Regions from separate parts of the Triticum aestivum genome. Here region 1 is linked to region 2. Evidence: chromatin contacts called from public Hi-C data. All regions are on one chromosome and are shown on one strand. The core of a region is the stretch at or near the end of the contact, and the rest is flanking DNA. Distances in the headings are between cores, read along the strand shown. Region 1 has its middle 8.5 kb from the start of LOC123070505. Region 2 holds the start of LOC123070504 (AP2/ERF and B3 domain-containing protein Os01g0693400).

Evidence for each region. Hi-C and Micro-C count contacts between places; a contact is called where the count stands out from the background.
Region 1: a Hi-C map of leaf shows a contact between it and region 2, with 4 times the contacts expected there. The contact joins the enhancer-like site here to the promoter of LOC123070504 in region 2. A contact is called at or near these places in 3 of 5 Hi-C or Micro-C datasets (all in leaf) and 1 of 1 datasets of contacts at active chromatin or transcription factors (leaf).

The regions. Positions count from the first base shown.
Region 1 is chr3B:485,192,077-485,198,394 of IWGSC CS RefSeq v2.1, reverse strand. No RefSeq gene overlaps it. Among protein-coding and RNA genes, the nearest start is that of LOC123070505, 8.5 kb to the left of the region's middle. Within about 2 kb of position 3,439, at least 5 of the 8 cell types and tissues checked have an H3K27ac peak or open chromatin away from gene starts, as enhancers often do. A contact at or near this core is called in leaf, where this site is marked.
Region 2 is chr3B:484,884,780-484,890,693 of IWGSC CS RefSeq v2.1, reverse strand. It overlaps LOC123070504 (AP2/ERF and B3 domain-containing protein Os01g0693400), which reads left to right and starts at 1,446. Exons shown (of 1, transcript XM_044493744.1): 1 at 1,446-2,985. The coding sequence starts at 1,552. The coding sequence ends at 2,703.

The DNA of each region.
Region 1 (6,318 bases), core at 2,190-4,689, 310 kb before region 2:
CTCTAGCCCTCTAGCCTAGCTCTGTAACTAGTGCATGCATCCGTTGGTAGTATAGTTTATTCTATCTTGATAGTTTTTAAGTGCCAAGTTGGTTGATGTGCATTCTAGGCTTTGTAGTTGTGTGGTCGTCGAGTTCACAAGGCCTTTTGGATGTTAGGCTTGGAGTACCACTTGTCTTGTGTTAGCGAAACAAAGCGTGGCTTGCAAAACCAAGTTTAGCGCTGACAAGAAGGAGCGCGGCAGAGATAGCAAGCCTCGCTTTAAAAGAGAGACTACCGCACTGCACATGAGTGGCAAGCCGGAAGCACTGAGCCAATCTGGCCAACTTACCTAGACATGACGAGCCTACATTGCTTGCACTGCACTGTGATCAAAAGCACGGGCACTAATAGGCAGCAGGAACACTAACACAACTAGACAAGAGACGCAGCGCAAACTGTGGCGGTGCGGTGCGACAACGTACACGTAGGCCCTATACGGCTGGCTGGCTGGCTCACTGGTCGGCCTTTACTCCCTTCACGAGGGAAATATGACGCCCAGCCAGGAGAAGAGAACCCTAACCCTGCGCTGTGCCTGTGATGGGTTCCAGTCATTCCACTGTGGAGTGTGGGCCGTACCTCGGCTCAGATTATTAAGGTTGTCACGTACGTACTTTACGCTGTTGCTCGCCCCCTCTTGCCATGATCGGTCGCTGATACACTGTTGGAGATCACTGATGGCATAGTACTAGCAGTGCAGTACGCACACTGTAACGTAATAGGTGAGCGATGGTACATATGTCCATGGTGCTTCCGGTGAGCTGCATCATAGGCTCCGAAAGTCTACGCTTAATACTGTATCTGTATGTAGCTGTCCAGCGCTTGAATGTTGAATCTCGTCGTCCCAAAATTGAGCTTATGACGATGGTTGGAAGTCAAGTCAGAACATGCGTGCTGCAGCCAACGAGACGACTTTGACAGACCGGCCGGGAAACCAGCCCAGCTCTGGTCAGAATACAGGGAAACCGCGAGGCATTGTTTAGGAAGTTCTGTGACACAAGTGATTCGCGAACCGATCCACGCACAAAGCAGAGCGGGCAGATTTATAAGACTCCATCAGCTCGTCCGTGATTAGTGTTCACACCTGTGGAAAACAATCTTCATATGCGTGGAGGTAGAGATGAGATGACGTACAAGAAAAACAAATGGCACAGCAGAGCAGGGGGGCTCCTCCTCCAACACCAACCACCCCCCGCCTGGTCAAAAGGCCTTCCTGTCCTAAACAAACCATTTGAATCGCGGGCAGGCTAAATATGCGCCTAGCCTAATCATATCGTCTACCGACGATGACGGAAAGAGCCCACGTTTTCTATCTCCTTGTTCCAGCCGGCCAGTCTTCACATGCCTTGATCGCCCAAACACTTTACTAGCTTACATACATATTGCATTTGTACTGCACGCTAACCACCGCCAGGTCAGCCGGATAGGTTCGCCCCTGGCTCAGGTTAGCTAGCTGGTCGATCGCGTGGATGTGATGTGAAACCGAAGCTTGCAAGTATGAGCAAAATCCTGCCGCATGTGTTTATCGAGCATCCATTGCATGCGGTGCGGGCACCGGGCCGAGTGAAAGCTAGCCCCCCCCCCCCCCCCCCCCCCCCCCACACACACACACAGCTAGATTATTATAGTTAACTGAAGATTACAAAAAGATGTGCGTTAGGAAATATCGCGTGCCTTTTGTTTTTTGGTGAGGACGTGCAGTGCAGACGAGGAGTACATACGCCTTTTCCCGCCCGATCTACCCTCCACGGCCATCCACGGCGGCGTGATCATGGCATAATGTGTTGTTGCAGCAATACTACTATATTCACCATTTGCAACGTGTGTTGGCTCCATCTGCTGTTGAGCTGGAGGAACCCTTGTCGACGCGCCATGACAAAAGAAGAAGAAGAGAGACTCGGCCGGATCGTCTCGTCGTGCTTAATTAAGCGGCAGTGGTACAACGAGAGTCACGGAAAGACACGGCATATGCATGGCGCCATGTGAGATAAGGACGGGTACGTGGTGCCAGATTTTTATTACGGAGTACTTTTTGTTTAAGTATACTCCGCACTAGTAGTACTAGTAGAGTAACTAGTAGTACTCCTACTATACAATATAAGAGTAGAGTAAACTTTTTTCGCATGGTAGTAGTACTATATACAGTAATAACGTTGAATATATAGGAGCCCGCACCAAATTACGCTATCCCCTCAAACTAATGCCATTGGACACTTTTCTGGCTTCTATACTGTAGAATGATATTTACTTCTACTGTTTTTTTAGTGTGCTGACGTATAAATGTATTGCTTAGTCTATTTCTATTTTATTAGATCGTTTTTTTAATTACATTGACTATGAGCGTGTAGAAGGAAAACTCGCGCTTCCATGGATGGACAGACAAAGGCCAACGCCCAACAGAAGGCAGCTTATCTCCTGATGATGTTGTCGGTTGCTTCACTGCCCGTCGGCACTCCCGCCAAGAGAAAGAGAAAGAATCCGTCAGCGCACAAGAAAATCGAGGTGCTCCATCAGCGGCGCCTAATTATCCCTTTCACTTCCGTCCAAATCATGCAGCTGCTCCACACCTCACACCTCCCAGCAGTTTCCGGACGAGGATCCCCTGCCGTGGCCAAGCCTACCTTTGAGTCACTGACACACGGGTCCCACAAAGCATGGGGCCCACCTGTCAGTGACTCAAAGGCAGGGTATGACAGGGATTGCAAAGTCAGAGGATCCACGTCCGCAGTTTCCGCCCCCCCCTCTCTCTCTCTCTCTCTTACAGACGTAAAATGACGTGTAAACACGTGCATAGGTGCTAAATGCAAATGTTTATCATGCGAGCTACTACCTGAGATAATGAGCTCAGCAGAGGACGCACCGATTATTTCCTTCTTACTATTACGAGAAAAAATGCCAGTGTGTGCTACTCGGGTAAATTTTAACAAGGGAGAGATGGAGCGAGCTACTTAGAAGTTAATGAAACCGCTAGCCACCTGCACAATTAGTTTACCACATAGGCCAGATAGATAGATAGGCTTTCACCCAGCCGAGACAAACAAGTGGCTTTGGAGGGGACAGCTAAGTTATCTTGTTTTCTCATCGGCCTGGCCCTTATCTGGAACACAACACAATTGGCAAAAAACTAACAGCCAAATCGCAGATAGAATCTCGCCTCCCATCCTAAAAGACAAGAGGCCCATGCGCGCGTCTCTGCATTATTCGAGTAGTGCATAGAAAAATACTTAAGATATAGAGAGATAAGCCCTAGAGACAGAGAGAGAAAGAAACAAGAGCAGGAGGCGGAAATGAATTGGAAGAAAGCAGCGGGCAATGTCAGCGGTGAGCACGAGACAGGCACAGCAGCTGCAAATTGTTTCAGGGGGGAATGCACTTGGCTGGCCTGGTCCACACTTCATGTGAAGGCCACGCCCCCTCCCTCATCCACCTGCCCACCTGCCTTCTTTTGAGCCCCATACTGGAGGCTGGCCCGGCCCCTCCGTCGCCAGCCTACATGCAAGTTGGCGGCCGCCATCCTTGACACTGTCCAAAAGAAATTTAAAAAATAATCCGGGACACTGTTTAGAAATAGTTTCCGTTGGTTCAGCATCGGGAGAGAATCGCATCAGCTGCAACCTGCAATGCCTCTGATGGGTCAGGAGGTCATCTTCAACGCGGACCCTCAAGCCTCCCATCCGTCCGGATCATAAGGGTTTGACGTGTTTTATCATTCAACAAAGTCTCACATCAGTCCGCGCACCGGTCTGAATATTTTTCTCTCGTACTTGATCCGGCATTAAAGCGCCGTCCGAGAGCATCGCCCACGCAGCGTACCGGGGCATGCACCGGCCTGGGATGTGTTCCCCTTTAAGAGCTTGTAAATTTCTCCTGTCAACGTGGGCTAGCCGTCGGTGTCATAGCCACCCCACATTGGCTTTGGCCATTAGACATATTGTAAGATGAGTTTCCTCTTTTGAGAAATCAACCATGTAAAGGTTGTCTTCAACATGCCAAGCAAACACAAATTTGAGATTGCTCCTCTTAAAGACGATCACATGGAATTGACCGAAATGCGGATCATAACCGGCAAAAGACTATCTCTTGTTGGGGCGTAGGAGTTGGACCGATTTTCTTCTTTTTGTTCTCTTCTTGTTCATTTTCTTCCAAGAAGAGGGGTCAAACACAATTCTCATTTTAGCCTTGAATGAAAGATACAAGACCATTCTCAAATTGGGCTTTCAACGGCCTATTTTCCTCTAGCATAGAGGTCAGTCAAGGATGGATTTAGCGACACACGAATCATCATGCAACTTAATAGGAGGGACATAAGTAAGAGCCTTAATGGTAGTAGCTTTCTTGATGTGATGGACCAGACCCATCTCTTAGCTTAGCATATTGATCGTTCAGTTTATTGCTATTGCTTTCTTGATGAGAAATACATATTCCTTCGACTATGAGATTATGCAACTCCCGGATATCGGAGGAATACCTTGTGTGCTATCAAACATCACAACGTAACTGTGTGATCATAAAGATGCTCTACAGGTATCTCCGAAGGTGTTTGTTGAGTTGCCATAGATCGAGATTAGGATTTGTCACTCCGAGTATCGGAGAGGTATCTCTGGGCCCTCTCGGTAATACACATCATAAGAAGCCTTGCAAGCAAAATGACTAAGGAGTTAGTTGCAAGATGATGTATTACGGAACGAGTAAAGAGACTTGCCGATAACAAGATTGAACTAGGTATGAAGATACCGACAATCGAATCTCGGGCAAGTAACATACGGATGGACAAAGGGAATTACGTATGTTGTCATAACGGTTCGACCGATAAAGATCTTCGTAGAATATGTAGGAACCAATATGGGCATCCAGGTTCCGTTATTGGTTATTGACCGAAGAGGTGTCTCGGTCATGTCTACATAGTTCTCAAACCCATAGGGTCCGCACGCTTAACGTTCGTTGACGATATAGTGTTACATGAGTTATATGATTTGGTGACTGAATGTTGTTCAGAGTCTCGGATGAGATCACGTACATGACGAGGAGTCTCAAAATGGTCGAGAGGTAAAGATTGATATATAGGATGATGGTATTCAGACACCGGAATAGTTTCGGAGCACAGCGGGTAGTCATCGGGTCACTTGAAGGGGTTCCGAATAGCCCCGGTAGGTGTATGGGCCTAATGGGCCAAGGGGGGAGGGGGATAGACCATCCCACAAGGGGACTGGTGCGCCCCTTCCTTGGCTGGCCGGCCCTAGGGGAAGGAAAGGGGAGGGGTGGCCCCTCCTGCCTTTCCCTCCTCATGTGAGAAAGGAAAAGGGGGGGGGGGCGCCGCCCTCCCCTGCCTTCCTCACGCACCTATACATGGCAGGGGGCGCGGCTTGGGGCAGGACCCCAATGGGATTCGGCCCCACTTGGGGCGCCTCCAGGCTGCCTCCTCCCTCCCCCCACCTATATATATGTGGGAGGAGGGCGCCTAGCACAACCACGACAATTGTTTAGCCGTGTGCGGCGCCCCCCTCCACCGTTTACACCCTCGATCATATTTTCTTAGTGCTTAGGCGAAGCCCTGCGGTGATAGCTTCACGATCACCATCACCACGCTGTCATGCTGCCGGAACTCATCCACTACCTCGCCGTCTTGCTGGATCAAGAAGGCGGAGGATTTCACCTAGCTGAACGTGTGCTGAACACGGAGGTGTCGTACGTTCGATACTCGATCAGTTGGATCGCAAAGAAAGTTTGACTACATCAACTGCGTCATCAAACGCTTCCTCTTACGGTCTATGAGGGTACATAGACACACTCTCCCTCTCTCATTGCTATGCATCTCCATGGATAGATCTTGCTTAGGCGTAGAAAAAAATTGTTTTCCATGCAACATTTCACAACAGTGGCATCCGAGCCAGGTCTATGCGTAGATGATATGCACGATTAGGACACAAAGAGTTGTGGGCAGTGATAGTCATACTGCTTACCACCAACGTCTTATTTTGATTCAGCGGTATTGTGGGATGAAGCGGCCCGGACCAACCTTACATGTCCACGCACATGAGACCGGTTCCACCGACCGACATGCAACTTGTTTTGCATAAAGGTCCTGGCGGGTGTATGTTTCTCCTACTTTAGTTGAATCAAATTTGACTACGGTCGGTCCTTGAAGAAGGTTAAAACAATAAACTTGATAAATCACCGTTGTGCTTTTTGCATAGGTAAGAACAGGTCTTGCTAGAAGCCCATAGCAGCCACATAAAACTTGAAACAACAAAGTAGAGGACGTCTAATTTGTTTTTGCAGG
Region 2 (5,914 bases), core at 197-2,696:
TTGGCAACAGGCACGCCATGCATTTCAAGTTTCAGCTGTCTACCGAGAAAAACACGCAGAGATGAAAGTCTCCGGCTGAAAAAAAAAAACGCCAATTATACACGTCGCCGTTTCCATTTCTTCTCGTCTAGTATACACTACTACTAGTACGTACTCAACTTCCGCTACACGGCTTAGTTAGAGGCCACAGCTGTACAAGTAGTCACGTAATGCATCTGGAATTCCCCGAGCCGTGAGTGTCGCCGTTGCAAATTTGCAATTGCTCTACTGTTTCGTAGCCCGCCCACTTGCACGACGAGCTCCGCCATATCGAGCAGATCTGACCAGAATTGTCGATCGCCGCTGTTATTTCCGCGACGTCCAGACAAAGCACAGCTAGTGCACCCAGGAAAACTCAGTTGCCGGCCGGTTATTAAGCAGCTTTGCGTGCCGTGCGCCGACTTATCAACCACCGGCGTAGCACAAAACATTATCTTGGAGGCAGCGGCTTAGTAGTAACCTGGCTAGCTGTTTTTGTCTATGATGATTAAACCAACAGAGTACCGGTGTAGTGTGTTATCTACTCCCTGGCGAGCAAGTGCTGGACTTTTCTGTCTGGTCGATCCGGATCATGTCCCTGTCACGTATGGACGGACAAATGCATTGCATGGGTGTTTCTGGCTAGTTTCTTGTTTGTACCGTTCCCTTCCCGGGCTAATAATTTTCCTGTGGATGGTGAAGTTGTAAATGACCAGCCGCCTCCAAAAACTTCCAGAAATAGGGTCCTCGCTAGTCCATGTCACATTGCGACAAGCCAGCACACAGCATTCATCTATCCATCTATCTATCTGAAAACACGCATAAGCCCAATCCACTTGCGTAAGCAACATTAATTCCGCCACAAACCTCATCTAAAAAGGGACACTCCAAAGCAAAGCCATATAGAAAGGAGAAGGTATCAGGCGTGACATGGCAAACAGCTGCGCCCATGGGGCGGCCAGCTAGCCGGCACACATCATCTGCAACAAGAACAATCTTTTCCATCCGTAGACCATGCTACGATATATCTATCCATCTACCTTCATCATCTAGCGATAGATAGATGGCCCTTGAGCGACCGAACCCATGAGCTGACTGACCCACACCAACACCAGCCCATCGGCGAGCCACGCTCTGACCACGTATCTATGTCTCGATCCAGCCTCAGCCCACGGGGGTGACGTCAATGCATAGTCCAACACAGCAGCAGCATTTTTATATGGTTTGCATTCACCGGAAAGCCAGGGAAAAAAATATTCGAGCCTAAAAACAGCAGAACAAAATACAGGTAGCAAACCATGAGTTGAGCCACGCGGAGCATGGTATGGGCATGGGGAGAGAGTGGCACCGTACCACCCATGCCATACACGACACCCACCCCACCCTGCCGCTGGGATCCTTCCTTCCTATATATCCCCCCGCGCGCGCTCCCCTCAGCGTCCTACAATTGATACCCCATCATAGCATCAGTTACCAACAGAAGAGACAGCCATACTCCACAGCTAGTGCTGCCAGTGTCGCGCCGTTACTGAAATGGACAGCACCAGCTGCCTCGCCGACGACACCAGCAGCGGCGGCGCCTCCACGGACAAGCTCAAGGCGCTGGCCGCCGCCGCGGCTGCCGCGGCGGGGCCGCTCGAGCGCATGGGCAGCGGCGCCAGCGCCGTGCTCGACGCGGCCGAGCCGGGCTCCGAGGCCGACTCTGGCGGCGCGGGCGCCGGCCGTGCGGCGGCGGGGAAGCTGCCGTCGTCCAGGTTCAAGGGCGTGGTGCCGCAGCCCAACGGGCGGTGGGGCGCGCAGATCTACGAGCGGCACCAGCGCGTGTGGCTCGGCACGTTCGCCGGGGAGGCCGACGCCGCGCGCGCCTACGACGTCGCCGCGCAGCGCTTCCGCGGCCGCGACGCCGTCACCAACTTCCGCCCGCTCGCGGACGCCGACCCCGACGCCGCCGCCGAGCTCCGCTTCCTCGCCGCGCGCTCCAAGGCCGAGGTCGTCGACATGCTGCGCAAGCACACCTACTTCGACGAGCTCGCCCAGAGCAAGCGCGCCTTCGCCGCGTCGGCCGCGCTCTCCGCGCCCACCACCTCGCGCGGCGCCGACGGCCACGCCTCGACCCCCTCCCCGGCCGCCGCGCGCGAGCACCTGTTCGACAAGACGGTCACGCCCAGCGACGTCGGGAAGCTGAACAGGCTGGTGATACCGAAGCAGCACGCCGAGAAGCACTTCCCGCTGCAGCTCCCGGCCGCGGGCGGCGAGAGCAAGGGCCTGCTCCTGAACTTCGAGGACGCCGCCGGCAAGGTGTGGCGGTTCCGCTACTCGTACTGGAACAGCAGCCAGAGCTACGTCCTCACCAAGGGCTGGAGCCGCTTCGTGAAGGAGAAGGGCCTTGGCGCCGGAGACGTTGTCGGGTTCTACCGCTCCGCCGCCGGGAGCACCGGCGAAGACACCAAGCTCTTCATTGACTGCAAGCTGCGACCGGACACCAACAGCCCCGCCTCCGCTGACCCCGTGGACCAGTCGGCACCTGTGCAGAAGGCCGTGAGACTCTTCGGCGTCGACCTTCTGACAGCGCCGGCGTCGCCGGAGCAGGGGATGCCGGGGTGCAAGAGGGCCAGAGACTTGGTGAAGTCGCCGCCTCCGAAAGTGGCGTTCAAGAAGCAATGCATAGAGCTGGCGCTAGCGTAGAGTTGGAACTATTAGCTCGATCGATCTCTTCTCTCCAGCTAGGCGGCGGTTTTTGCTCGCATAATTCAGGTGGTAGAGCTTAGCTTAATTAGTCCCTTGTCGGTATCATCAACTTTGTTTGTTTATTTGTCATGTTGTTGCATGCCCTGATGTAAATCTTATCTTTCCGAAAATGTATACTAATTGAGGAAGCCCTAGAAGGCTAGCTTAGCTTAGATCGTTCAACCGACGACGACGAAGAAGAAGAAACATATAATAACATTTTGAATGTAGCCTAGCTCATCAGTTTCCTTGTCAAAAACTGAAGCATATCCTATTTGGTAGTAGAAGTATCTAGATATTTAGCATCCATTTTGACCTAGCTTTATTTCTTGCGCCTTTTTATACACTTCTAGGATATTTATATGCGCACCCTGAGACGTGATGTGATTGTTGTGTAGCTAAGAGCATCCGGCCCCAGCATGCCCTCCCAAGTGTTTTTTCCGCGCTGGCATCGAAAAACGCCCTAATCGCATCCTCAATACGCCGAATTCCGCCGGCTCGGCCTATTTTTGCGCCCGGCAATCGCAGGCCGAACCCGGCGCTCGGGAGCTCCGGCAAAGGAAAAACGTACCTGGGCCACACTGCCAGGCGAAAAGTCAAACCACCCGTCCAGATTTACCTCCGACCACCCCCCCCTTCCCCCGCGCTCGGCCGCCACCATGTCGATCCCGACGTCGTCCATTGCCCACAACTGCTAGATAGACCATTTCCCGCCGAAAAAAGAAGAGGTTTCGCCGAGGCAGCCTCTCCACCGTCGTCCGGGCAACTTTTTCGGCGTTCCGGCCGCGTAGGGCCCGTACAACGGCGGGTTTGCGCCCACCTCGTCCGCAAGGTGTTCGGTGATTTGCCCGGCTCGGCCATGGACTCGGAAGATGAGGAGACGCTCGCGGCGTTGCTGGAGGAGGAAGCCGAAGCCGACGTCCAGGAGCAGGAGCATCTCATGATGCTCGCCGCCCTCGTCGGCCTGCTCGCGAGCACTGAGAAGCCGCGGCAAGGTGGCTCGGCGCCTGGCTGGGTGAAAGCAAAGAACCGGCATCGTCTGAAAGGCTACTGCATGCTCTACTCGGACTACTTCGCCGATGCTCCATTGCATGGCGAGAAAACATTTCGGCGCCGTTATTGGATGGGCCGAAAGCTTTTCCACAGGATTGTGAATTCCATCCGGGAGTTCGACAACTACTTCAAGTGCAAGATGGATTGCACTGACACACTTGGATTTACCTCAATCTAGAAGTGCACGACAGCTATGAGGATGCTTGCATACGGAGCTCCCGGTGATTCACTCAACGACTATGGGCGCATGACCGGGTCCACCATCATTGAGTGTTTCTATAAGTTCTGCAGGGCAGTGGTGCCAGTGTTTGGACCGCAATATTTGCCAACACCCAATGCGGAAGACACTGCTCGGATCCTAGCACAGAATGCAGCAAGAGGATTTCCTGGGATGCTTGGAAGCATCGACTGCATGCATTGGAAATGAAAGAACTGTCCATTTGCTTGGCAGGGGTTGTACAAAGGCGCCAAAGGCGGTTGCAGTTTGGTACTTGAGGCAGTGGCCACACAGGACCTATAGATTTGGCACTCTTTATTTGGGATGCCAGGAACTCACAATGACATCAACGTCCTGCAGTGCTCCCCTGTCTTTGCCAAGCTTGTTGAAGGTCATTCTCCTCCGATGAACTTCGAGGTTAATGGGCGGCACTACAACAAGGGGTACTATGTAGCTGATGGCATCTATCCGAGATGGTTGACATTTGTGAAGACTATCTCAAATCCTGTGCGAGGAGGAAAGAACGCCTTCTTTGCGATGGTTCAGGAGGCTTGCAGGAAGGATGTCGAACGGGCATTTGGTGTGCTCCAATCTTGATTTGCCGTTTTCCGGTACCCTGCTCAGACCTGGTCGAAAGATCAAATGTGGGAGATCATGACTTGCTGTGTCATCTTGCACAACATGATCATTGAGAGCGAGCAGAAAGAGTCAGTGTTTGACACAAAACCATATTACAGGCAGGGTCCTCTTGCCCAAGTTGATCACCAGCTACCGGCAACTTGGACTGACTACCTCAATATGTGCCAGGAGATCCGAGACACACAGGTGCATCAAGAACTGCAACACGATCTGGTGGAGCACCTGTGGAGGTTCAAGGGCAACGCCGGGAATAACATGTGATGAAACTTGAGTTTTATTTGTTGAACTATATAATTTGTATTAAACTATTTGTTGAACTATTTGATTTATATTGATTTTCTGTGATGAACTATGGAGGCAAAAACACGCCGAACCATACCGAACTATGTGATGAATTAATTGATTTCTATTATATGAGGAAATTCACGCCGAAACACGCCGAACCGCGTCGAATATGGACCGATTCACGCAGATATCGAGCCGTTTTTGATAAAATTGTGCCGAATAATGGGCCGAAATCGGCGTCTGGGGGCGACGGCTGGGTGCCAACCCCCGAGTCGAGTTTGCGCCGGCTCGCCATCAGGCTGTGATTTTTATGCCTCCCGGGGCTAACGGCAGGAGATGCTCCAGCGCGCACACACAGACACCAGGTGCATGCATGTATCGTCAGCTAAGTTTGAAAATAGAAAAGAGAGGTGGTGCATGTAGCAGGGATGGAGCGCGCCCATGGCGGCATGCATGCACACACTAGAGACATCTGCTGCTGTAGATGATATGACAAACTTATCAGCAACAGAAGAGCTGCCTTTTTCAGGATGGATATATGCTCGCCATCGCCAGTAGGAAAAGATGAAATACTAGTAAATCTGAGGAAAACAAAAAGAAATGCACTGTCCCTGTAACAAATGCATTCTGTTCATCACGCCCGATGGATAGCAACACAACACGTATCGTACAGGTGGTGGCCTGGCCTAGCCTGGTGGGTGGTTGCTAGCTAAGGCCCTATTTGTTTCAAATAAGTCACCAACTTATAAGTCGAAAAGTGCAAAAACTGACTTATTTTGCCAAACGGACCCAACTTATAAGTCACCCCAACTTATAAGTCATAAGTTGCTCCACCCCAACTTAAAACTTATAAGTCACCCCTTTTTACGTGGGTCCCATCATCTTTACATTAAAAAACAAGATGGGAAAATGTGCTCAGGTGACTTATAAGTCAGATGACAACCAAACAAACATGACTTATAAGTCACTGATTTT